Linked DNA regions of Mus musculus: regions 1, 3, 4, 5, 6 and 7 are each linked to region 2. The links are chromatin contacts, called in public promoter capture Hi-C maps. All regions are on one chromosome and are shown on one strand. Each heading gives the region's core, a stretch centred on a gene start, on an enhancer-like site or on the middle of the called end of the contact. The rest is flanking DNA. Distances are from core to core; before and after follow the strand shown.

Region 1 (3,259 bases), core at 726-3,225, 1.4 Mb before region 2:
ACCAGCAACAACCATCTGTAATGAGATCTGATGCCCTCTTCTGGGGTGTCTGAAGACAGCTACAGTGTACTTACATATAATAATAAATAAATCTTTAAAAAAGATTTAATATGGAAGTTATCACCTGGAACCTACATACCTATATTTTAAAAGTAGAGTATAATGATCCAATCACTTGGGCAGAGGAAGAGCCTTGAACTAGCTACTTAGAGCTGAAGAGCAGCCTGGACTATATAGAAAGGCCCTGTCTCAAAAAGGCAGAAAGATCTCTGTGAGTTGAGGCCACTCTGGTTTACAGAGTGAGTTCCAAGACACCCAGGACTGTGATACAGAGAAATTCTATCCTGGGGCGGGGGGAGAATAAAATTAAAATAAGTAGCACACAGCACATTATTCAACTGTTGACTGTGTGACCCCACCCCCACCCCCATTGATAAGCTGTGCCAAAACCATGAGTGGCATCATCCCATGGGCTAAGGACCTGAATGGAATTAAAGGGAAAGCAGACAATACTCATCATTTCACTTATTACCCTCTGACTGTGGGCAAGATGCGATCAGACACCTCCTGCTCCTGCAGTCAGACCTTCCCTGCCATGAAAGACTGTACACCCTAGGACTGTAAGCCAGCACACCCTCTCCTTCCAAAAGCTGCTTCTATCAGAGCAATAAGACAAGAAACTAGTAGTACAGTAAAAATGTCTCCTTTTCTGCTTTGCTTTTTAAGAACTCACTAAAGATCTTTGACTTCTGATCCTCCTGTCTGTACCTCCAGTCTGTAGGGACTACACACATATACCACCAACCCTGTTTTTAATACAGTATTAGGGACTGAACCCAGGGCTTCACACAGCACTTTAACCTGCTGAAGCATATCCTCAGTCCAGTAAAGACGTTTCTAGGGAGGGGGAGGTGGCTCAGTCCCTAGAGTGCTTGCCTGGTAAGCATAAAGACCGGAGTGTAACACACCCCCCCACCATTTTAAAAAGGAAAAAGCTGGAAGCTGGCTAGGTGGCTCAGTGGGTAAAGTATTTGCCCTACAAGCCTGATGACATGAGTCCTATACCCAGTCATGTCAAAGAAGAAGAGAAATCATAAGCACACATATGTGTATGCATGCAAACAAATATAGTATATTATATATACTATATATAAAGCCATATAATATACATATAAAGCCACACATAATGGTATGTGCTTGTAACCCCAGTGCTGGGAGGAAGAGACTGGTAGATCCTTAGTGCTCACTGGCTACCTAGCCTAGTACACATAATAAGTTCCAGATCATTTGGCACCTGAGGACAGCACCCAATAAATCATGTCACCAAAATTCACCTTTTACATTCAATTCTCTAGTCTAGACCTTATAGTCTCGTTTCATTCATCATATTCTGAAATTATTAATGGAATTATTTCTAAATCAGTCCCTACTCAGTACATTTCTGATTCTAGCGCCCAGGGCCCACACATGTGAAGCAAATAACCAGCTGAGCTGTCTAGCCCTAGACCCATCGTTTGAGCGTCTCCAATTAGTGATGGATGCTATTGTGCGCTTCAAACTCAGAAGTTCTCATTTTCTTCCACTGTTGCTGCTGAAAATCGAACCCAGGGGCCCACAAATGTTAGCCAAGCTTTCTACCAATGACCTAGCTCTTCAGTCCTAAATTCTCTCTGATGCCCCTTTGGGAAATTTGTTTCTTACCTGCCCTGGGATTCCAGCACCCTATTTAACCCCAATCCGTAATCATTTCTCTGTCAAAAGTCCCCATCCATCAAGTCTCCCAGATTCGAATTTTGGGTTTACTCCTACTGGCAATTTACACTCTGAAAAAGAAAGTGAAAGTCCTGAACGCTAGGCTGATCTGGAAAGCTGAGGCCACGCCTTCTCCCCAGCTGGACAGTCGCAGGACATCCCTCTAAGGGGCGTAGGTCCGGTGTTCAGGAGCCGCAGCCACGGTCCCGCCCCGCCGCGCCCCACCTAACCCGGCTGCGCCTGGAGCGGAAGCACCAAGGCTGGAACGCTGGCTGCGGAGCACGGAGGAGGGGACCATCCGACACCAGGAAGGGCCAGGCGGGATCTCCGAGCAGGTGCGTGGGTACCCCAGGAGGCTGTCTGACAGCCCGAGGGTCCCCGGTAGTCTCTGGTGGTCTTGACCTTCTGAGGCCTGGCTCAGGGTCAGCGGCCCTAGGAGGGGAGTGCCAGGGGAGGGGAGGTCAATGTTGACTGCGCCATCAGACCCACTGCTGTTTTGGGAAAATAACTGCAACAGAACGCAACATTTCTTTACTTTCTGAAAGTTGAGGAAACTTTTGGTAGAAGAAAATAACTCATTGAGGTCTGGAGTTGAAATTTAGCCGAATCTGACTAAGCTCCGGGTCCTATTAAGACAAAAAATAAGTAAAAAAGATGGGGTGAGTTAATTTGCAGTTTTAGCCAAGACTGGGAATAGAGAAATTCTTAGTCTGTCTAGGCCTTACCTATGGCAGTTACAATTTATGTTAATGAAAAAGGGGAAGGCCAGGAAATCCGCCCCACGTAGATTTGTCCTTAGGTTGGATTTATGCCTCTGTCCTACTAAAGGTACTTCCGGTGCTATGGCTATTCTTGGTTGTTAAATTGACGCACCTGGAAAAAAATGAACCTCAATTGAGAAATCGCCTCCGTCAAATTGACCTCTGGGGTGTGTCTGCAGAGCATTTTCTTGATTGCTAACTGAAGGAAGAGAGCTTAGCCCACTGTAGGCACCGCTTCTGGGCAGGTGGTCCTGGATTGTATGAGGTGAGCAGAAACAGAAAGCAAGCCAGTAAACTGCGTTCTTCCTTGACCACTAATTAATCTACTCACTTTACATGCCAATCACAGCCTTTAATCCAGTCAGTTCCTTAAATTGTGCTACTGTTATGAATAGTAAGTAAAAATATCTGTGTTTCCTATAGTCTTAAACCCACTGTCAAAGGGGTCAAGATTGAGAACCACCGGCTTCCACGTTCCTGTCAGGGGTTCATGCCCTGACTTTCATGTTTGACTGTAAGCAGTGAGATGAGGTAAGGAAGAGTAACAACAGGATCAAAGCTGGGATCTGTCTCAGGGCAGCCAATAGGAAGACGGCTTGTGATGGGCTCCCCTACGACACGCTGAAAGGAAGAAACGTGGGTGTTCACTCCCTAGCGAGGCAGCCTTCTCTCTCCACTGTGCAGTTTTTTGTTTTGTTTTGTTTTTTCGAGACAGGGCTTCTCTGTATAGTCCTGGCTGCTCAAGA
Region 2 (2,889 bases), core at 239-2,738:
ACAAAACAAAACAAAACATGAGTTTATTATCCTAGGCACTAGTAGTTTTGGATGTTAAAGTAAATACCACAGGGGGACTAACCTAAGGTTCTGGATAGGATGGAATTGAATATGCAAACAGAAAAACCAATAATGAACAATAAATTTGGTTGACATAGAATGAACAAAAATGTTGGGGCTGGAGAGATGGCTCAGTGGTTAAGGGCTCTTGCTGCTCTTATAGAGGGCCCAGGTTCAGTTCCCAGCACTCTTGTGGTCCCTTAGGATCACCTGTAACTCTAGTTCTAGGGGCCCAATGCAAGCTTATGGCATTTGGGCATCAGGTCTGCATTCAGTGTACACACATACACGCAGGCAAAACACTCATACATATAAAATGAAAACAAATCACAGAAAACATTAAAAAGTAGTCTATAATGCTTGTGTAGCTTTTTCCACCTCTGATGTGGTGTGAGGTTGGAGTCAATGTTTGTATAAACTGTTCAATAATCAAACAGTTACCAACCTTTAATCTGTAAGGTATGCTTTTCTTTTTGTTGTATTTTAATGCTTGAGTTTTCCCACTAGAACTAGGTAACAGAAACCTAGCAAATAAGGAAAATAAAAAACTGCTTTTAATTTTAAAAACCCTAAAACCCAAAACACTGAAATGCCTCTCTCTATAAAAATCTTAGAGAGTACATTCAAACTTTCCAAGGTTTTACAAGACCGGGTTCATCTTGAAGTAGGGTACTTAACATTTGCATCCTGACAGCTCAGGTTTAGGAAAACTTGTTTTGCCGCGTAGGCGGGGTCCACTAAAACATTACGGTTTCGACTTATGTAACAGCTGTCATTGGAATTGATAAAATCTGCAACTATCAGCTGTTTAACTTTTAGAGTTGATATTCTCTAGACTGGGGGGGTGTGTGGCTCACACAGTAGGTCGACGCCACCCTTTTCAACAAAGAAGCGACCAGGGAACTCTTTAACGATGCAGGCTAACTAAGGGGTGCCCAGCCCCCGCAAACGTCAAGGACCCTTCTCCATCCACCAGGTGGGCAGAGGCGTGCCCCAGCCACGCCCACACGCATCCCGGGCGGGGCCTCCCGCCGCCTCCTCCCGGAACCCCCCAGGCCCTCCAGGCTCGTGCCAGGCGCCTAGGGTCTCCTGTGCCTCCGCCCCCCTCCCAGGGGTGCCTGAGGGCGGGGCCGGGCTGAGCCGTACCTGCGCCGACACCGTTCGGGAGCCCTCGCGCGCGGCTGCTTTCACGCGGCCGTGATGCCATGCCGCTCCTGCGCCTGCCAGGGCTACCCCGGCCACAGCCGCTGCGAGAGGGCCGCGAGTCGGCACAGCTCGTCGGCCGGCCGCGAGCCCGCGCCGCAGCCTTCCGCCCCAGGCCGCCAGCCAAGCGCTTCTTCCCGCAGCCGCCGCCATCTTTGCGGAAGCGCCCGAGCGTCGCGCCCCGCCCTCACCGTCTGTTGCCCGAGAACAGAGTTGGGCTCTCGCGAGAGCTCATCACCCTCCACCGTGCTCTGCGCGTGTGTTGCTAGGTGTGGCTGCTTCCTCGACGTTCAAGCGTGGTTTTGAGGTGACCCTCGGCTCCGGTGACAGTTTCCAAGGCAAAGGACATGAGTTAGCTGGTTAACTGTCCTAACAGGTCAGGTCACCACTGTGGGCCAAGAAGGGGCTGCAGGGATGGCTCAGGGGTGAAGGGTGCTTGCTGCCCTTCCAGAGCACCACAGCTGGATTCCGGAGACTTAAGGCCACAGATAAGTCCAGCTCCAGGGCATCCAGCGCCCCCTTCTGGTCTCTACCCCCCCCCCCCCATGAAATTAGACTAAAGGAAGGGTAATAGATTCTGGGTGGAATATATTGGACAAACTAGATTAAGAATAGGGACTAAGAAGGGTGTTGATGATAAATGCGGAATCAAATTAGATTTAGCATGGTTTTTCAGTCGATAGACTTAAACATAGCATCTTTAGCTCTCTCGGGAAAGCCTATGTCAGTCGTAAGTGGGCACATTTAGAGCTGGAGAGGGAAACACTTCTAACAGTAAGCGGCAGAGGGTGCTGGGTATAACCACTGTGGGTGTTGATGCAACAGTAGAATTTCATCCTCAAAGAGGCTAGGGTAAGGGGCTGAAAATATTGACGATATTATATTTGCCCCAAATGTCACATGTCTGATTATAGTGAGTCACTTGAGACAGTTGGTTCAGTGGATAAAGGCACTTCATGCCAAGCCTGCCTACCTGAGTTAGAAGTCAGAGAAGAGAGTCCTATAAGTTGTTTTCTGACCTCTGGTCTGCGCAGTGAGTTCCAGGCCACCCATAACTACATAGTGAAATCCTGTGTCAAAAGGAAAAAAGGAAAGAATATGTGTACATGCTCACCCTTACAGATCTCCGTTTTTTATAGCTAAATGCCCTTTATATTTATTTATCAAGACTCATTTTTTATGTGTATGCCTCTGTGTATTTATGCCACATATGGGTGGGTGCCCCCAGAGTCCAGAAGAGGGTGTTGTAGCTGGAGATAGAGGCAGTTGTGATCAGCCTGATATGGGTGCTGAGAATGGACCTCTGGTGCTCTGGTAGAGCAGAGAACACTCTTAACTGATGAGCTGTCTACTCAGCCCCTAAAATTTGGTGTTTGAATGAAGTAAAATGTACAGGACGTTAGCATTTTGACAACATTTGCATGTACAGGTCAGTGCTGTCAGGCCCTATGCATGGCATTTAGCAACAGCCATTATTTTTCTTTGGATTTTTTTTTTTTTTTTGTAATCTTTCAAAGCTGGCCAACACTTTTCAAGGGCCTATCTCTGTTTGTCTGCTCCTCCCGAGCGCCTGGTCTTTCATTTCTGTTAAACAATATCTGATCCAGACTTCTGACAATGATTTTC
Region 3 (3,072 bases), core at 230-2,729, 1.4 Mb after region 2:
GAAGTATGTATCACATTGGCAATGAGACTCACCAGAAATGCAAACTGTTAAAAGGGAAACATAAGCTATACACTGTACTTCAGCCAGGCAACCTTTCCACTGTAAAATTAATACTACAGATATCCAAGTGCCACAAAGAGACATTGCCAAGCTGCCTTCCACCTTAGATTCTAGTAACTTCCACCTCAGTACACTCACTCAGCCTGACACCTCAGGAAAGGGCAGGTGGGGACAGGAGGACCAGTAGCTCAAAGCCATCCTGGTCTACTAGGCTGGACTTCCACATAGCAAACAGCAACTAAAGAAAAAGCTCTCACCAGTGTAGCTTGGAAGCTAATTTACAAAAGAAAAAAAATTGCCAAAAAAAGTTAAGGAAATTTAAAGCTTATCTTCCAAAGACAACACTAATATTTCACTGTTAGTGTACTTTTTATTTGTTTGTATGTTTTGTATTTTGAGACAACGTTTCTCTGGGTAACCCTGGCTTTCCGGGAACTCAATCCGGAGAGAACTCAAGAGATCCGCTAGTCTCTGCCTCCCCAGCCACCATCTCCCAGCTTGCCAGGAGAATTTTATTTAAATTTGGTTCTTTGCCAGTCTCAAACTTTCATCTGGCCAAACATACAGGCAACTTCATTTAGATCTAAGTTTCCTTTTTACTTGGAGGAAAAAGAAACTAAAAAAACTAAGATACCACTATCTCGTTGGTTCTTTGATAGGCATGACATAATCGGAGCGTAAGTCAGGGTCAGGCACATTTTTAACGTGTTCGTATGTTAAACAACACAACAATGGCAAAACGCCTTCTGGTGAAGAATAGAAACCTATCCTATCGTATGTGGTAGGGTATTTGGAAGAGCTAATGGTCTGTTTACCAAATCTAAGACTAAACATAAATTAATCCTCCACTTTGGTTTTCTTCACTAACATGCAAAGAACCATGTTACTACATGCCAATCATATGATCTGTCAATCATATCCCTTTCTGCAGTGACTTTATTGATCTTGGACTGTTGAGTAGTGAGTCAGTCCGTCGCTCCGAAGATACCAATCAAGTTCAACTGATAAATAATTTCATTTGTTCATGGCCAGTGTAACCTTACCTGTGGAATGGACCAGTGTCCTGAAGATCTTGTCTGTGCTCCGCTGTCTACAGCCCATGATAGCCAAATTACTCAGAAATCACCAGCCACGAAAGTGAGCGCCGCAAGACGGTGGGGGAAACGCGACTGAGAGCCCCGGCCACCCCCGCTACTGAGACAGCGGGTTGAGGCGGCCTGGCACCCCGCGCGCCTTGCACTGTCCGCACCAGAGTCTGCAGTCCCGAGGCGGCTTCACCTCAGCGGGGGAGACATCAGCCCCAAGGGAGCTCCACACAGTTTCCGCGGCCCCGCGGCGCCGGCCGGAGCGCGCGGCCTCCTGATTGGTCGGCGACTCTCTCGGTTTGTCTCGCGCGGACTGCTACGGCCAATCGGGTTCTCGGCAGCCAAGTGAGGCACTTCGCTGGAGTGGTGGCGCAGCGCTCTCTGCCCGCGGTAGGTGTGTGGCTGCGGCGAGCCTTTTCCGGCTCTGGGAGTGTGTGTGTGGAAGGAGAGTCCTCGGGGTGACAGGAGTGTTGGGAGTGAAGGGGCGACTTAACTAGCAGGGGATTCTTCTCGCCCGCCCGGAGTCTCCTCCCTGTGTTTGGGAGGCAGGCGTGGTGGTGGTGGCGGTGGCGGTGGCCCCGGCTTGGCTTTGCTGGTCATTAGAGTCTGGCGCAGGCTTTGCTTTCCTGTCTTAACCCTGATCCCTTGGTTTCCGAGAGTTGCTCAGCAGTGTTTGTGGCGCGAAGATTCCCACCGCCGACCCCTGTCATGATTAAAGGAGGCTGGCTGTAGGATTCAACACGGGAAAGCCAGTCGTGGAAGGGAGAGGGGGCTGTCTCGACCACTGGCCTCCGGGTCGATAGAGAACTTTTCTTTTTTGTCAATTGCCAGGGGCCAACTGCGGAGCCTTTGCCCTTCTCGAGAGTTCATCCTTTGACATACATGGACAGCAGGTTGTGTGAGAGTAGTTTTATTCATAAGCATGCCGCCAGCATTCATTCAATGACGTTAGAAAAAAAGAGAGAAATAAAATAAAATAAAAAGGAGAAACGGGAAGTAAACTAGTGTTTGTCATGCTCCAAATTCACTTCATGCTAGGTATACATGTAGCTCAGGCAGACCGGATCTTTCTGCCACAGGAGCGCCACACCCTTACCCCAGTTTCAAAGGTGCTGATTTTTTTTTTTTTTTGTAAATTTCTCTTTACATATTTTTAACATTATAAACTTGATTTTAAAAAAAAGTTTGCAAAAAAAAAAAAGAAAGAAAAACACATCAAAATTAACCAAACCCCAAAACAATACAACTCAAATGAATACATCTATGCAATTAAAGTTGACTTTTGGAAACGAAATTGTGAAGCTTCACATTAAATTTAACACATGTCGAATATGTTTTCTGCACCTAGTCAAAACCAACCAAACAAGAAAGCCATGACAGCTTTGTACATTTCTGGGTCTGCGATGCTATGCGGGCTGGCTTTATGGAACAGGGTATTATTTAAGGAGGGTGTTGGAGTTTGGGAAGAGCAAGACACTGTACTTTCCTCTTTCCAGTTTTCTCTTGGGGAAAAAAAAGTAGAAAAGGAAGTAGAAAGCATTCTTTTTTTTTTTATTATTTGAAAGAAGCTGCCAGATCTGAAAATCTAGCCTGTTAGAGACAAATATTTTGTGATTCACTTATAACAGTTTTGATAAACTTAACACCAGTATCTTCACTTTTTATTTTATTTCAAGGTTGAATAACTTAAGTTATTCAAGGTTAATTGGTTTGTTTTTTTGTTTGTTTGTTTGTTTTTTTGTTTTGTGTGTGTGTGTGTGTGTGTGTGTGTGTTCTTTGTGGGTTGGTTTTTTTTTTTTTTTTGGTTTTTCGAGACAGGGTTTCTCAGTGTAGCCCTGGCTGTCCTGGAACTCACTTTGTAGACCAGGCTGGCCTCGAACTCAGAAATCTACCTGCCTCTGCCTCCCGAGTGCTAGGATTAAAGCTG
Region 4 (3,097 bases), core at 468-2,967, 1.4 Mb after region 2:
AACTAGAGAAAGGACCCAAGGAGCTGAAGGGGTTTATATCCCCATAGGAGGAACAACAATATGAATAACCAGTACCCCCAGAGCTCCCTGGGACTAAACCACCAACCAAAGAGTACATATGGAGGGACCTGTGGCTCCAGCCACATACATAGCAGAGGATAGCCTTGTCAGTCATCAGTGGGAGGAGAGGCCCTTGGTCCTGTGAAGGCTTGATGCCCTAGTATAGGGGAATGCCAGGAACAGGAAGTGGGAGTGGGTGGCTTGGTGATCAGGGGGCACTTGGAGGGGATAGGGGCCTTTTGGAGGGGGAAACCAGGAAAGGGGATAACATTTGAAATGCAAATAAAGAAAATATCTAATAGAAAAAAAAAAGGTTGGAATTCTTCACAACTGTCCCCAAGGAAGTTTTAAGGTTAATCTCAATGTGTGTGTGCGTGTGTGTGTGTGTGTGTGTGTGTGTGTGTGTGTATGTGTATGTACCCTCCACACACACACACACCAGGGTATAGAGCAATAGCTCTGTCGACAAATGCTCTTATTTGTCTTGCAGAGGACCCAGGCTCAGTCCCTAGCACCTACTTGGTGACCTATAAAAATTTCTAACTCTAGGTCCAGGAGCGATCCTTTGCCTTCTTCTTCTAAACACTAAATCACCAAGTACATGAGGAGTATACAAACATTTATGCAGAAAAGATAATCATACACAAAATAAACCTCAAGAATATACTAGTTGCAGGATGGCTATAGGCTGAAACATCTCTACCAAGTGGGGGAGGATAATGGATCCCTGGGTTGTTTCAGGGATGGAAGGATGAAAGCTTTGCCTGAAAATAGTGACTTCCCTTGAGCAGTGATCACTGCTATCCCTGTTGCTTGAAAGGCCTTTAAAGGTTTGGCATTAGTGCCTTCCTATTGTGTCTGTATTTCCTGCTTTAACCTTTGGGCCGGGTTTCTACTGGAGAAACAGGATTGGGGCAGGCCTGAAGTAGCCTGTCAACAACACCAGCGTTCAAGTTATTCCTGCTGTCCTCTGTGCATTATTTCTGTTTCTTTACCCAGATAGAACTTCCTGGCCATTCTTGATTGTTTTCTAAGATGGTTCCAGACGCCTTGTGGACCACAAAACTGACAAAAAACTGGATCATCATGCTCTTATAATAAGAGAAAAACATCTCAAGGAGATTGTCACCATGGGTGGCCCTGAAATATCAGCCTGCACAACACAAACTCTTAAGACACTGATGGCTATAAGAAACACATACCCCCAAACTGGTCCTCGGTATTCTCCATTTGCCCACAAAGACCTAGACTTCCTTTCCAGATTGCTAGCACCCCCAGTAAAGCCTCGCCTCCTTTCCCACGAGCATGTCTTGACTGTTCCCTTTACAGTGCACAGCTTCTAGAACTTTGGAGAGAAGACCCAACGTGGTGGAACAGGCTGACATAGAGATTTCATGTTCCAGAGGCTCCCAGTACCTACAGCTTTCCCAGATACTGTAAGCCCAGCTCCACCCTCAGCAACATCCTGCAGTCTCCCTGGAGGTGGGAGAGTGGGGTATGGCATGTACCTGCTGGCCATCACTCTAGTACTCACCCCTTGAGACTGGGCCACACGGTGGTGCTGTCTCTTGGGCCATGACTGGGCGCCTGTACTCCTATAAGCACGACTGAGTTTCTAGTTTCTGGTTTCCAGATTCTACTTCTAGCTCCTAGTTTCGTTTCCCGAAATGTGCATAGTGAAAGCAAAGACCTAATTGGCGGGAAGTGCATGTTGTAGCATGCTGGCAGATTTTCAACTCTGAATAGTCATTTGAAAAGTTTACTCTGCCAATGTGATGAAAACCAGGGCCTAAAATAACTTAGGGGAGGAAATGGATTATAGGACTAACAGGGTGCAGTCATCATCCAGAGAACAAGGAAGAAAGCAGGAGCAGGGAGGCTTTCTGCCTATTTCCCTGGCTCTCTAGACCTGCTGTGCAGTACAGTCCACAACCACCTGCCCCATGCTGCTGCTGCACACAGAGGCCTGCGCCTTCCTCCACAACGAGCAGTCAGGAAAATGCCACACAGGCCACTCTGATGGAGGCAAATATGGAGAAGGGTTCTCTTCCCAGGTGTGTGACATCAACAACCACAATAGCCATCAATCAGCTGGAGAAAACCCACACCAGACACCCCAACCGTGCCTGTGCTTAACTTAAGGAACAATCGGTCTGTTCTTCTGAAACTTGTAGCACATTGTTTGGTCTATGTGGGAGTATCGTTAAAGGACAAAAAATTAATAGGTCTTAGACCCAGGTGCCAGTAAGGACTTTTTATTTAGCACCCGTGGGCTACAAAGCACACAGAAATGTAGATCTTTCAGTCCCAGTGACAAAGGGAAACATTCATGTAGGCACTAACATATAGGGAATAGAATTCTAAAAAGTTCATTCTTTCGGGGGAAATCAAAGATATAGTCTAGAGGGAAGGCACTCTGCTGCAGACGAACCTCATTTGGGTCCTCGATCCACGGGTGAAACTCAGGTTCCGGTTATAGGTGATCAAGGAGTCAGCGAGAAGGGGGTGACAGACAGGACACAAGGGAGTGTGGATCTGAATGTATTTTGTCTCAAAGCGAGCACCAGTCTTATAAGTGACTTTTACACAAAACAGAGGAATGCCTACAAAGTACTGGCAGGAACCAACTGGGATAAAATTCTATGTTAATGACTGGGATCAAAAGCAGCCCCACCTAAGGTCAGCTTAATACTAGAAGTCAGGGGCGAGGGCTTCTGGCCCTTGCCATAGTTCCTAATCTAGTCCAACGTTTAGTCCGATTTCCCCCTAGGCCATTGTAAATTCCTGTGTATGGGTGTAACTCAGCTATCTATAGTTCTAAGTATCAACTCCTGTTCCTCCTTAAACCACAATCTTCCTTCTTCCCAGATAATGGTAAATTCCTGCATATGGGAATAGTGTGCCCTGAGATTTCTAACTCTTATCCAGTAAGATACTGTAAGAAAGCATGCAAGACCCTCTACATTATCGCAGGGACAAATCTGGGGCACTCTAGCTATGGGAATGCCAAATTTCCAGGAGACTAAGTTTCCGTGAA
Region 5 (3,237 bases), core at 467-2,966, 1.2 Mb after region 2:
CTCTCACACACACACACACACACACACACACACACACACACACACAGTCTGTCTCACCAGAGAGACAGAGAGAGACAAAAGAGAGACCAGACAGAGACACACAGAAAGATTATCATTTAAGAATCCTACAAAACATCTGGGATAGAAGTAAGGTGGTGTTCTAAGGACAGATACACTCAGACCTTATAGTTCATTGGTATTCTAACCTTCTTACTAGAAAATATTTCCATAAAAAAGGAATACTGTCTCTCTGTAGGCAACCTTCAGCACAAACATTAATTGTACTCTATTTGCAGCTGCAAAACGCTTCAGAAAGACTCTGTGGTAAGGGACTCCTTTCTTCCCTATGTTCCCATAATTTTCCATTTCTATCCTCCCTCAAGTCTACCAAATTTCCATATTTTTGGTGTTGCTCTTCCATTGGCTGATAGTGAGAGTCTAGTCAGTTCTCAGTTATTGTAGTAAGACCATATAGCCCTGTTATGAAGAGTTCATAATATGTGAGATCAGGTAACAATAGATACTTAATCTCTTAGATGCAGAGTAATACATTTACCTGCATTGTGAATTTTCTGTTTTGAGTATGTAGTATTATAACTAGAGGAGTAGTTGTAGCTGAGGCTGTCTCAATGAACTTTTACAACAACTGAAGATGTTAAGTCTGCAAGAAGAATAGATGGTGTCTGACCTCAATTTTGAAAGATGAGAGACCGATGAATATTTTGGGAAATGTTAGGAAAAAAAAAAAAAAAACCAGAGCCAGAGTCATTAAACTGGTAAAAACAGATTTTACCCAGGGACTAGTACAACAGAAAGAAACATTAGGGTATAAAATAGGGCTCAATTTCTATATTGCAATAATTTCTAAGTAAAATCTGTTTTTAACCTCTTCCTCCTGTTTTTTCTTTGAGAAAGGAAATGGTGATTCTGAACATTTGAGATCAAGGCAAAAGAATGAACAAACCCTGAGAGGCCTACAGCAATTTAAGGTATATATATATATATTTAAAAATGTAATCCACCGAAAGTACTCAAGAGAAACAAGAATTCTCTATAGGGGGGAAGCACGTTGTAGTTACTATGTGCTGACAGAAAGGTTTTTGGACCGCATCTGCTTAGTGGTAAACAGAAAACAAAGGGGATTTGTATTTACCGCTGGGACCTGAAAAGGGAAAGGTGAGTCTAAACAAGATAGCTTGAATGTTGGGGTGCCAAGTGTAGACTTTGGTCTCTAGTGCCAAATGGGAGAGCCTAGGGCGGTAGGGGACTTTACAACTGATAAGCTTCTTCTGATAGACGCACAAAGCACAAAGCACAAAGCGGCCGCTCCCTTCCGGACCTCAGTTGTACCCGCTTAACACAAGAAAAGTTCTGGGCAGAGAGAGAGCTTTCAGCAGCCTTGCCTCTGCCCTCCTGACCTAGGCGTCCTGGCCTTCCTCGGACCGGGCAGAGACACGTGTCCTGAAGACCAGCGGCCTGGGATGGGCGGAGCGGGAGGAAGGCCACGCTCTGCTGCCATCCTGGGACGCCTTCGCCTTCCGGTCCTCGCGGGAGCCACTACGGCGCCCCTGCGCTGCGCCAGCAGCCCGGTCTACAACCAAACCCGAGCGGGAACCTGAGCAGACAGAGGGCGCGCGCTGCGCGGGGCGCTCCGGTGTCACGTGACGCGACCCGCCCACGTGACCGGCGGCCCGGGCGCTTGTGCTCGCTCCCGGTTTTGGGGGGGAGGAGCCGGCTACGGCTAAGGCGGCGGCGGCGCAGCGGAGTCAGGGCCTGGCCGGGCGGCCTGACAGGTAGAGCGCTGCAGGGCGGCGGTGCGGGCGAGCGAGCAGGCGAGCCGGACAGGGCCTTGTTCGGCCGCTGGCTGCTGAGTCCGCGCCCTCCCGAGGGCCGTGCGCACCAGGCGCGTTCGCGACTCCCCGGCGACGCGCACCCCGCACCGGGCACCCGCGGATTCCGTCTTGCGGGCGCTTCCCCCAGGTGTGCGGCGAGCCGAGTACGTGGCGTTGCCCGCGGCCTGCCTCTGAGGAGCTGCGCTGTCCGCCCTGCGGGGGAGGAACCCGGAGCACGCAGGTTAGCGGTGGGAGGCTGACTGCTGCAGAGCGCCGAAGCCGAGGGTTGCAGTTTTATAAGACAATACAGCTTGCTTTTAGAAACATTCATAGTCTCCCTCGCCTCTGCCCCGTTACTGCTACGAGGATTAAAGCTCGTGGTGGGCAAAACAATCGGAGTTTCTGAGACTGGCGTGCGCTGTAGCGGGCGTAGCATCAAAAGCAAGAAATGCTGGCAGGCATGAGATGATGCTTACGGGACCCTTACGGGAGTTTAGAGTGTCTTTTAAATTTTGACTTCAATTTAAATCACAACAGGATTTAGGTTCTCTTCTTCTGTGGCCTGGGTTTTACTCCATTGTGTGAATACCAGTACTTCGGGGCGGGTTTTTTTTTTTTTTTTTCCTTTCCCCCTCTTTGTGCCTATTGAAGAGGAAGTGATGCGTTAATCTTTGAAGTGTTTCTTCTGTGATTTTTAAGTCTTATGATCCGAAGTGTTAAGTTCTACGAATCTCAGAACATATACAGGAAACCAAAGCTATGAAGCTCGTAGCTTAAATTTTGTGTTCTAAGGTTTTAAACTGAGTGCCTGTGTGTACCAGAAAGTGAGAAGTCTGGGGTCTTTATCCGAGAGTCATGCAATTGAATTGCTCTTTCTGCATTTGGTACTTAAAAGGAAGCATATGAAACAAAGGTTGGGCCTTCATGCGTTTACAGGCCTGACAAGACATTGAAATACATTTTCTTTCTTAACTAGGATCTATAGTTAAAAAATTTTAAGACAGTACATTACCTTATATGTATCCAGAGATGTGATAAAAACTGCTGGACTTTAACTAGAATAGATTTCCTAACATGTCAGTTAATTAATCTACTATGTAATTTGGCTCACAATATAGACGAAAAATTTCAAGTTTTCAAGTATATCTAGGCCACAATATACGGTTTATAAGAAGTCTACAGATCGAGTTCCAGGACCATCAGAGCTACACAGAGAAATCCTGTCTTGATAACAAGCAAAACATTTACAAGCTAAGAGTGAAGAAAAATTTAGAAAATATAAATAAATATAAAGAAGAATGTACATAATCTGTAATTTTACACCTAGAGAAAACATCTTATATTTTAGAGTGTGAGTTCTATATACTTTGGAAATTTGAGGAGTTCCAGAGTTTCCACAGTAAGA
Region 6 (3,018 bases), core at 359-2,858, 1.6 Mb after region 2:
GTCAGATTTCTAAACAAGATTTCAAATAAAATATTTAAAACAAAACCAACTTATTTCTCTTAAATAAACAAAACCTCCATGGTATCTGTCAGATGAAGGAGAGGATGCCAGAAACCAAGGGTGAGAAAAAAAACTTTTGCACTGAAAAGGGATTCAAGTTAAATGTATATAACAGAATTACGATGAGATAAAATATGGACAATAAAGCTAAAAGGATTTCCAAATTTTGTATTACTAGCAAACTGACTTTTACAATGCACATTTTTAAGGCGCTAAATGTCTCCAAAAGAAAAGCCTTAATACCTGGTAATCATGGCACACACTAGAAATAACTTTTCAGACTGGAAATATGAGCTAGTTCGCTGTGGTTACAGGCACAGCATACAAAAGCCATGACACCATTCCTAGGTTCTTGCTGCATTTGGCTGTTAGGACTACAGTTGGCCAATGAAACCAGACTTAGACTACTGCTTTTCCAAGGGTAAACACTCTCTATGGAAATAAGGTATACCTGAGATTTTTGCCCTTGGGCTTCCACTCCTGGGAAGAGCTCCATCCAGAGACTGAGCAGGGTGAAAAGGTTCACTTTAGAAAGCCTTGGTATTTGACCTACAAAAGAGAAGGCAAGCACTTCAGAATTTCACTAGTGAAGGCAGAGGAGCTAAGCTCAAAGCTACGAGTGAGCTGCAGATGGTCTGGCAGGCAGGAGAATAAAAGCTTCCTTAGCAAGAGTGGCCACAACCTCACTTTCAGTGACCTCGGGTGGCACTTTCCAAAGTTGGGTGCTTTTTTTTTCTCCAGCTCACCCCACAGGTAAAATAGTAAAACTGATACAAAGGCTCTGGAAATAATCAATCAATCAATAGGATAAGGGCTCCTCTCTGATGTAGCCGAGGAGCAAGGTCCCCACCCCTACCCCTCTGGAACCTGGCATTGCTAAAAGGGCAATGGTTGGAACATGATTGATCTTCAACCATAAGGCAAAACTTGAGGGAGGTATCACGGGTGGTGAATTTGCCAAAGCGCAATTTCAGGCTCTTCAGCTCCGGGATACTGACTCTAGGTGCAACCACCCACCAGTGCAGGACAGGACGCGACCTATGAAGCCTGGACAGCACAGTGTCCGGGACGCGCGCCTGGCAAGGAGACCAGGGACGGCGGGGCAGACAGGAGTCGCTGTGAGTCACAGGGCAGGCAGGGTGTCAGGGAGGTGCAGTATGTGTGTGTGTGGGGGGGGGGGGGGGAGTAGCAGGCTAGCAGGGCGGGAAGGAGACATAGAGCAGGGAGGGTGCTGGGCTGTGCGGAGACACAGGACAGGCAGGATGCGGAGCTGGAGGGAGACTCGGGCAAGCGTGCAGAGCGCCAGGAGAGGGGCAGGGCGGGAGAGAAGGCCACCGCACTCACCCGTCATGCTGCCCGTCTGCGTGCCGACTGACCTCTCGGCCCCGGAACCCTCCAAACTCTGCATCTGATCCGTTTCTTTCATCCCCAGCCCAAAGGCCTCGGCCCAGGACAGCTTGCCCGGTCAGGCATGATAGGTTCCTTGAAGCTCGCCTACGGCCACCTCTGCGGCCTGTCAACAACCGCTTGTTCTGCGCAGCAAGATGACGTCTCGGTATGCCCCCCCCATCGCTTCCGGCGCTTAATGTGACGTCAGAGTCCGGCGCACCGAGGTGGTGGTGGTGGTTATCTATCAGTTATGCTACTCTGTGTAGCAGGCTGTGTTCAGTGATTTTTGCAGAAAGAAGGACGCTTGAAGTTGTCTTGGTTCGGGACAGTAGGGGACCAGGGTGGAGGACTTAAACAGAGAGAGGCGAACATAGAACCGGAGTGGGCGAGGTGGGGGAAGCAGGGCCATCGGAACCCAGCCGTCAGATGTGGGCGGATCCCAGGGTATTTGGTTCTGCTTCATATCCAAACTCACACAAACTATGAGAAGAGAACTGGGAGGATCGAAGAGTTAAGTAGACAGCGGAACCTGAAAAATCTGAGTTGTCCGTCCCAATGAATTTGTAAATAGAGCGTACGTGTGCGCGCTTACCGTACAGAGGGTATCTTCCTCTATATGGCCCTCCAAATGTTTGTTTTGAGAATGGGTCTCTGCTTGGATCTGGAGCTCACTGGTTGGCTACACTGGAGCTTCATCCTCCTGTCTCAGACTTTACACACTTGTGACTACAGGCTGGTGCAGCTTTACTCAGACCTTTTTTTTTTTTTAATGTGGGTTTGAGGGATCCAGAAGGAACTCCTCAAGCTTATATCTAAAGCATGTACACAATGAACCATCTCCTCAGCCCCCAGTGAAAAATATAAAGTGTAAAATGAAGCCTGGAGAGGTCAGAAACATGGCCCAGCAGTTAAGAACACTTCCTACTCTTCCAGTGGGTCTGAGTTCAGTTCCCAACACCCACATCCAGAGTGGGTCACTACAACCCTTAACTCCAGAGATGGATATTTGAACAAAAATTGTAAAAATAGTTTTATTTTTATTTAAAATATAATATCATTACAAATCTCCCCCCTCCCCGAGGCCCTGATCATTTTTAAATTAATTCATGGTTTTTCTTTAACCACTATTGTTTATATACATGTATTATATATGTATATAATATATACACACATATATCTCTACATATATGTGCTTGTATGTATATGCTTTTAGGACTGATCACTTGGTACTGGATAACTAGTTGAGGGGACTTATTCTTGGGGAAGACTAATTTCTCCTCTGTTATTATTTACCCTTCATCTAGATATGGGACCCCTGGGAGATTTCACCCATGTTGGCAAGTTAGCTGGTGTTGGCATTGTTCGGGTCTTGTTTTGGCAGCCATGTTGTTGAAATTTTGTAGGTGGAGCTTTCCTGCAACAACTAGAAGACAATGTTCTGACAGCTTCCTGATCCTCTCTGGCTCTTACAGTCTTTTCATCCCCCTCCCCCCTTTCTGAGATGATCCTGAACGTTAGGTGTAGGGGTTGAGTTCTAGATCCAACCTTCAGGACTGGATATGCAAGGTC
Region 7 (2,987 bases), core at 219-2,718, 1.3 Mb before region 2:
TGAAATCTCTTTCAGGTTCCAGATGCAGGTTACTCTTGGAACAATTTTAATACAGACAGGAGACTGAAAGTCTAGTCACTCAGGCAGATACAAGAGGTACACAGCGAAGATAGTCAGAATTATTTCTAAGCATATACACCAGTGTTGTTCTTTTCAAATAGTTGTTATTCAGGGTCCTCTTGCCTACCTACCAGCAGAGTTAGGCTTTTCCTCACAAGGGCACAGGGGATTTAATGGCAAACTAGGACTTAATGATAGGTGTGACTTGGGGCTCAGCCATTGAGCTGCCCCTTAGAGGCTTTTTTTTTTTTTTTTTTTTTAATAAGGTGGATAGGCTTAATGGCTGGTTGTAAGTTAGGGTTGTCTCCTTTTGTTGTGGAAATGGAGTCTAATTGGAGGTCAATCTTAGTGCACTAACGTTAACAGAAACTTTCTCAGCAACCCAAAACTTCAATGTTGGCACAAAAATGTCTTTCCTAGAGTTTGTAATAAGCCTGGTAATTCTCTTCCAATCATATCGCAGGCTCGCTTCCTAGTGACTCCTTTGTAGCATCAATATTACTCGTTTCTCTTGCATCAACCCCGCACCTGCTTCTGATATTTTCAATTCAATAAGAAGCAAGGGAACTTGGGAACAAACACATAGGTGGTTTTGGCTTGGTTTATCAGGTGTGAATGATCCAATTAATTAAGTATAGCCCAAATGGGGCCAAGCCAGGCAACCTGGGCTCTATCTTTTGAAGGAGAGAACCAACTTTTACTCAGCTACTAGGACCAAGCCTCCAACCATCACCTGCCAGACAAACGCCCTATCACTGAACTACTTTCAAAGCCCAACAAGTAAATCCCATAAATTATTACTTGATACAGTGTCTTGCTGTAAAGATTGGCCTTTCTCCTGACAGAAGAGAATACATATTGGGGGAATTCTCTCGCTATGTATGCCCTTGGAAATTAAACTCAGGTCCTCATATTTGGCGACCAGGGCCGTAATCTGCTGAACCACCTCCGGGTCCCTATTCTCTATCTATAAACGCTACTCACTAAAATGAAATATCCCTATAGGCTATATGTAATTGATTCGACCGCAGACGCCATATAAGCCAGCCAAAACCATACGAAAGGATTCCTGGGCAGCCATTCCGCACAGGCGGGTCTCGCTAACACTGGGGGTCCCTTTCCCAGAATCCTCATGGTCTCCTTCCGACAATCCAAACAACAGGTCTCCTCAGGCAGCGGGCGTCACCGGAGTTTGGGAGGTGAGGTGCTAGGACCGCCCCTCGCAGTCTCCCCAGGGGAGCCCTTCCGCTCTTCCCTGAGGCAGCGTTCTTCCTCAGAGTCCGTCGACCCGCCCATCCACTTCCCGTGAACTCCCCAGGGAGCCGGGGAGCGCGCCTTTGCGTGATTGGCCGTTCTGTGTGTCAATCCAGAGCTCGGCGCCCACAATTGGCTGGCTTGCCTCACGGTCGAGTCACGCCGCTGGAGCGGATTAGGGCGGAGCGGCAGGCGCGCGGTGCTGTCCCGCTGTGGGTCGCCGGCGGTTTTTCGCGTTGGTTTTGCACTGCGTCTGTGATGGCGGCGGCGGCTGAGGAGGGCATGAGTGCGGCCGCTCTAGTTATGTCAGTTCCCGACAGCATTGGCCGTTCTCCCGAGTCCGAAGGAGTTGGAGCAGGGGACGAAGAGAAGGACGCAGCCACCAAAGGAACGGTGGCCGTTGGGGACAGCGAGGAGGATGGGGAGGACGTTTTCGAGGTGGAGAGGATCCTGGACATGAAGTGCGAGGGAGTATGTGGGGGCTGAGCGGCCGGACAGGGAGTCTCCGGGGCGGGGACGGCGGGTTGGGAGAATCCGAGTGGGACGCCGAACAGCCTGGAACAGCTTGGGAGGACGGTGGCGGTCCGTAGGCGCAGACTGACATCCTGGAGAGGACCCTGGCCGCAGTCGGTGGAGGATGGATGCTTAGGGAAGTTCTAAGTGTTGTTTTGGCAGAAGAGACGAAGCGGTGACATGGAATGTTGAGAATCGTAGGATGCAAGGCAGCTGGTGGGAGACTTCTGTGGCCTTCAGCATTCGGGTATACGGTTAGGGCCATGGCTTTCCGTTAGGAAAGACTGGAGGATTCTCTACACCGTTGTCCCAATGTTTTCTAAAAGTAGAAAATGCTCCTTGGCTTAAATTCAGGAAATCCCATTCACACCGAGTGCCCGGGACAGTAAAGGTTTCCCAACCCAAAGTGTCCCTTTTCTGCGCGTTTTATGAGTGTAACTCAAGAGATTTAGAGTAAGCTTGAAAGGACAATCTTCGCACATCGTGCTTGAACACTTAACATCCTCCTTGCTGCGAATGTCGTCCCCGGGAGAAATTCTTAGTCTGTATTTCCAAGGCTTGGGATCCATCTGTTTGTGATACCTTTTCTCCCCTCTCTTCCCTTACCCGAGCTCTGCAGAAAAAGGTGCTTTCTCAGTTCTGTCCTTACTCTCTTACCTCTATTTAAGTCATTGTCTTTTATCTCTGTATTTGTCTTTTCTGCTCTAGATTGTGGGCTCCTTTAATCAGGGGATGTGGTTTATAATAATGCTTGAATCACGGACACTTAGTCCAGTAACAGCAAAGGCTGATTTTGTTGTTGCCGTTATCTGATACCGTGTACTGGACCCAGGGTTTCATGAATGCAAGGCAAGAGCTTTACCACAGAGATCTATCTCACGGCTGTGGGATTATTGAATGAGTAAACGAAATGGGAATTTGGAGAAAGGAGAAGATAAGGGCTGTAGATAGGAATCGTGCCTATACGATGGTTTTGTTTCTGTTGTATTTTCTGTCATTTGTTATCTGCCATATGCCAACTTTCATCTTAATTTTTAATCCATTGACAAACTTTTTTTTTTAATGGACTGCTGTTTACCCTGTGCCATGTTGGCTTGATGGTAGACATTTCTTTAAAGTGGTGCTTTTCTCTGAGAACTCCTGTTTTGTTTTGTTTTGTT

What was found. Promoter capture Hi-C pulls out the DNA fragments that hold promoters and counts their contacts.
Region 1: a contact with region 2 is called in a promoter capture Hi-C map of pre-B cells, with 2.4 times the contacts expected there. The contact joins the promoter of Parp4 here to the promoter of 3110083C13Rik in region 2.
Region 3: a promoter capture Hi-C map of liver shows a contact between it and region 2, with 5 times the contacts expected there. The contact joins the promoter of Cab39l here to the promoter of 3110083C13Rik in region 2. A contact is called at or near these places in 5 of 39 promoter capture datasets (the 3T3-L1 cell line, hippocampal neurons, liver and 1 more) and 3 of 115 datasets of contacts at active chromatin or transcription factors (astrocytes, large pre-B cells and pro-B cells).
Region 4: a promoter capture Hi-C map of liver shows a contact between it and region 2, with 8 times the contacts expected there. The contact joins the promoter of Phf11d here to the promoter of 3110083C13Rik in region 2. A contact is called at or near these places in 4 of 39 promoter capture datasets (cranial neural crest, hippocampal neurons and liver) and 1 of 9 other capture datasets (liver).
Region 5: a contact with region 2 is called in a promoter capture Hi-C map of liver, with 4 times the contacts expected there. The contact joins the promoter of Rcbtb1 here to the promoter of 3110083C13Rik in region 2. A contact is called at or near these places in 15 of 39 promoter capture datasets (the 3T3-L1 cell line, cranial neural crest, embryonic stem cells and 8 more), 5 of 484 Hi-C or Micro-C datasets (CD4 T cells, bone marrow-derived macrophages, embryonic stem cells and 1 more), 7 of 115 datasets of contacts at active chromatin or transcription factors (astrocytes, embryonic forebrain, embryonic stem cells and 4 more) and 2 of 9 other capture datasets (adipose tissue and macrophages).
Region 6: a promoter capture Hi-C map of pre-B cells shows a contact between it and region 2, with 6 times the contacts expected there. The contact joins the promoter of Cdadc1 here to the promoter of 3110083C13Rik in region 2. A contact is called at or near these places in 9 of 39 promoter capture datasets (the 3T3-L1 cell line, 3T3-L1-derived adipocytes, the C10 cell line and 5 more), 1 of 115 datasets of contacts at active chromatin or transcription factors (astrocytes) and 1 of 9 other capture datasets (adipose tissue).
Region 7: a contact with region 2 is called in a promoter capture Hi-C map of pre-B cells, with 3 times the contacts expected there. The contact joins the promoter of Mphosph8 here to the promoter of 3110083C13Rik in region 2. A contact is called at or near these places in 3 of 39 promoter capture datasets (hippocampal neurons, liver and pre-B cells).

What each region holds. Positions count from the first base shown.
Region 1 is chr14:56,573,644-56,576,902 of GRCm38.p6, forward strand. Parp4 (poly (ADP-ribose) polymerase family, member 4) reads left to right here and starts at 1,976. Exons shown (of 35, transcript NM_001145978.2): 1 at 1,976-2,087. It also overlaps a transcript of Cenpj not described here.
Region 2 is chr14:57,997,824-58,000,712 of GRCm38.p6, forward strand. 3110083C13Rik (RIKEN cDNA 3110083C13 gene) reads left to right here and starts at 1,489. Exons shown (of 2, transcript NR_166770.1): 1 at 1,489-1,639. Micu2 (mitochondrial calcium uptake 2) reads right to left here and starts at 1,439. Exons shown (of 12, transcript NM_028643.3): 1 at 1,207-1,439. The coding sequence starts at 1,416.
Region 3 is chr14:59,439,484-59,442,555 of GRCm38.p6, forward strand. It overlaps Cab39l (calcium binding protein 39-like), which reads left to right and starts at 1,480. Exons shown (of 11, transcript NM_026908.4): 1 at 1,480-1,535. It overlaps Gm45935 (predicted gene, 45935), which reads right to left and starts at 1,397. Exons shown (of 24, transcript NM_001320725.1): 1 at 1,104-1,397. Setdb2 (SET domain, bifurcated 2) reads right to left here and starts at 1,397. Exons shown (of 14, transcript NM_001320720.1): 1 at 1,104-1,397.
Region 4 is chr14:59,363,773-59,366,869 of GRCm38.p6, forward strand. Phf11d (PHD finger protein 11D) reads right to left here and starts at 1,718. Exons shown (of 11, transcript NM_199015.4): 1 at 1,595-1,718. The coding sequence starts at 1,637.
Region 5 is chr14:59,199,512-59,202,748 of GRCm38.p6, forward strand. Rcbtb1 (regulator of chromosome condensation (RCC1) and BTB (POZ) domain containing protein 1) reads left to right here and starts at 1,717. Exons shown (of 12, transcript NM_027764.2): 1 at 1,717-2,073.
Region 6 is chr14:59,596,351-59,599,368 of GRCm38.p6, forward strand. It overlaps Cdadc1 (cytidine and dCMP deaminase domain containing 1), which reads right to left and starts at 1,609. Exons shown (of 10, transcript NM_027986.3): 1 at 1,405-1,609; 2 at 512-609. The coding sequence starts at 1,486.
Region 7 is chr14:56,666,780-56,669,766 of GRCm38.p6, forward strand. It overlaps Mphosph8 (M-phase phosphoprotein 8), which reads left to right and starts at 1,469. Exons shown (of 14, transcript NM_023773.2): 1 at 1,469-1,785. The coding sequence starts at 1,573. It also overlaps the pseudogene Gm4032.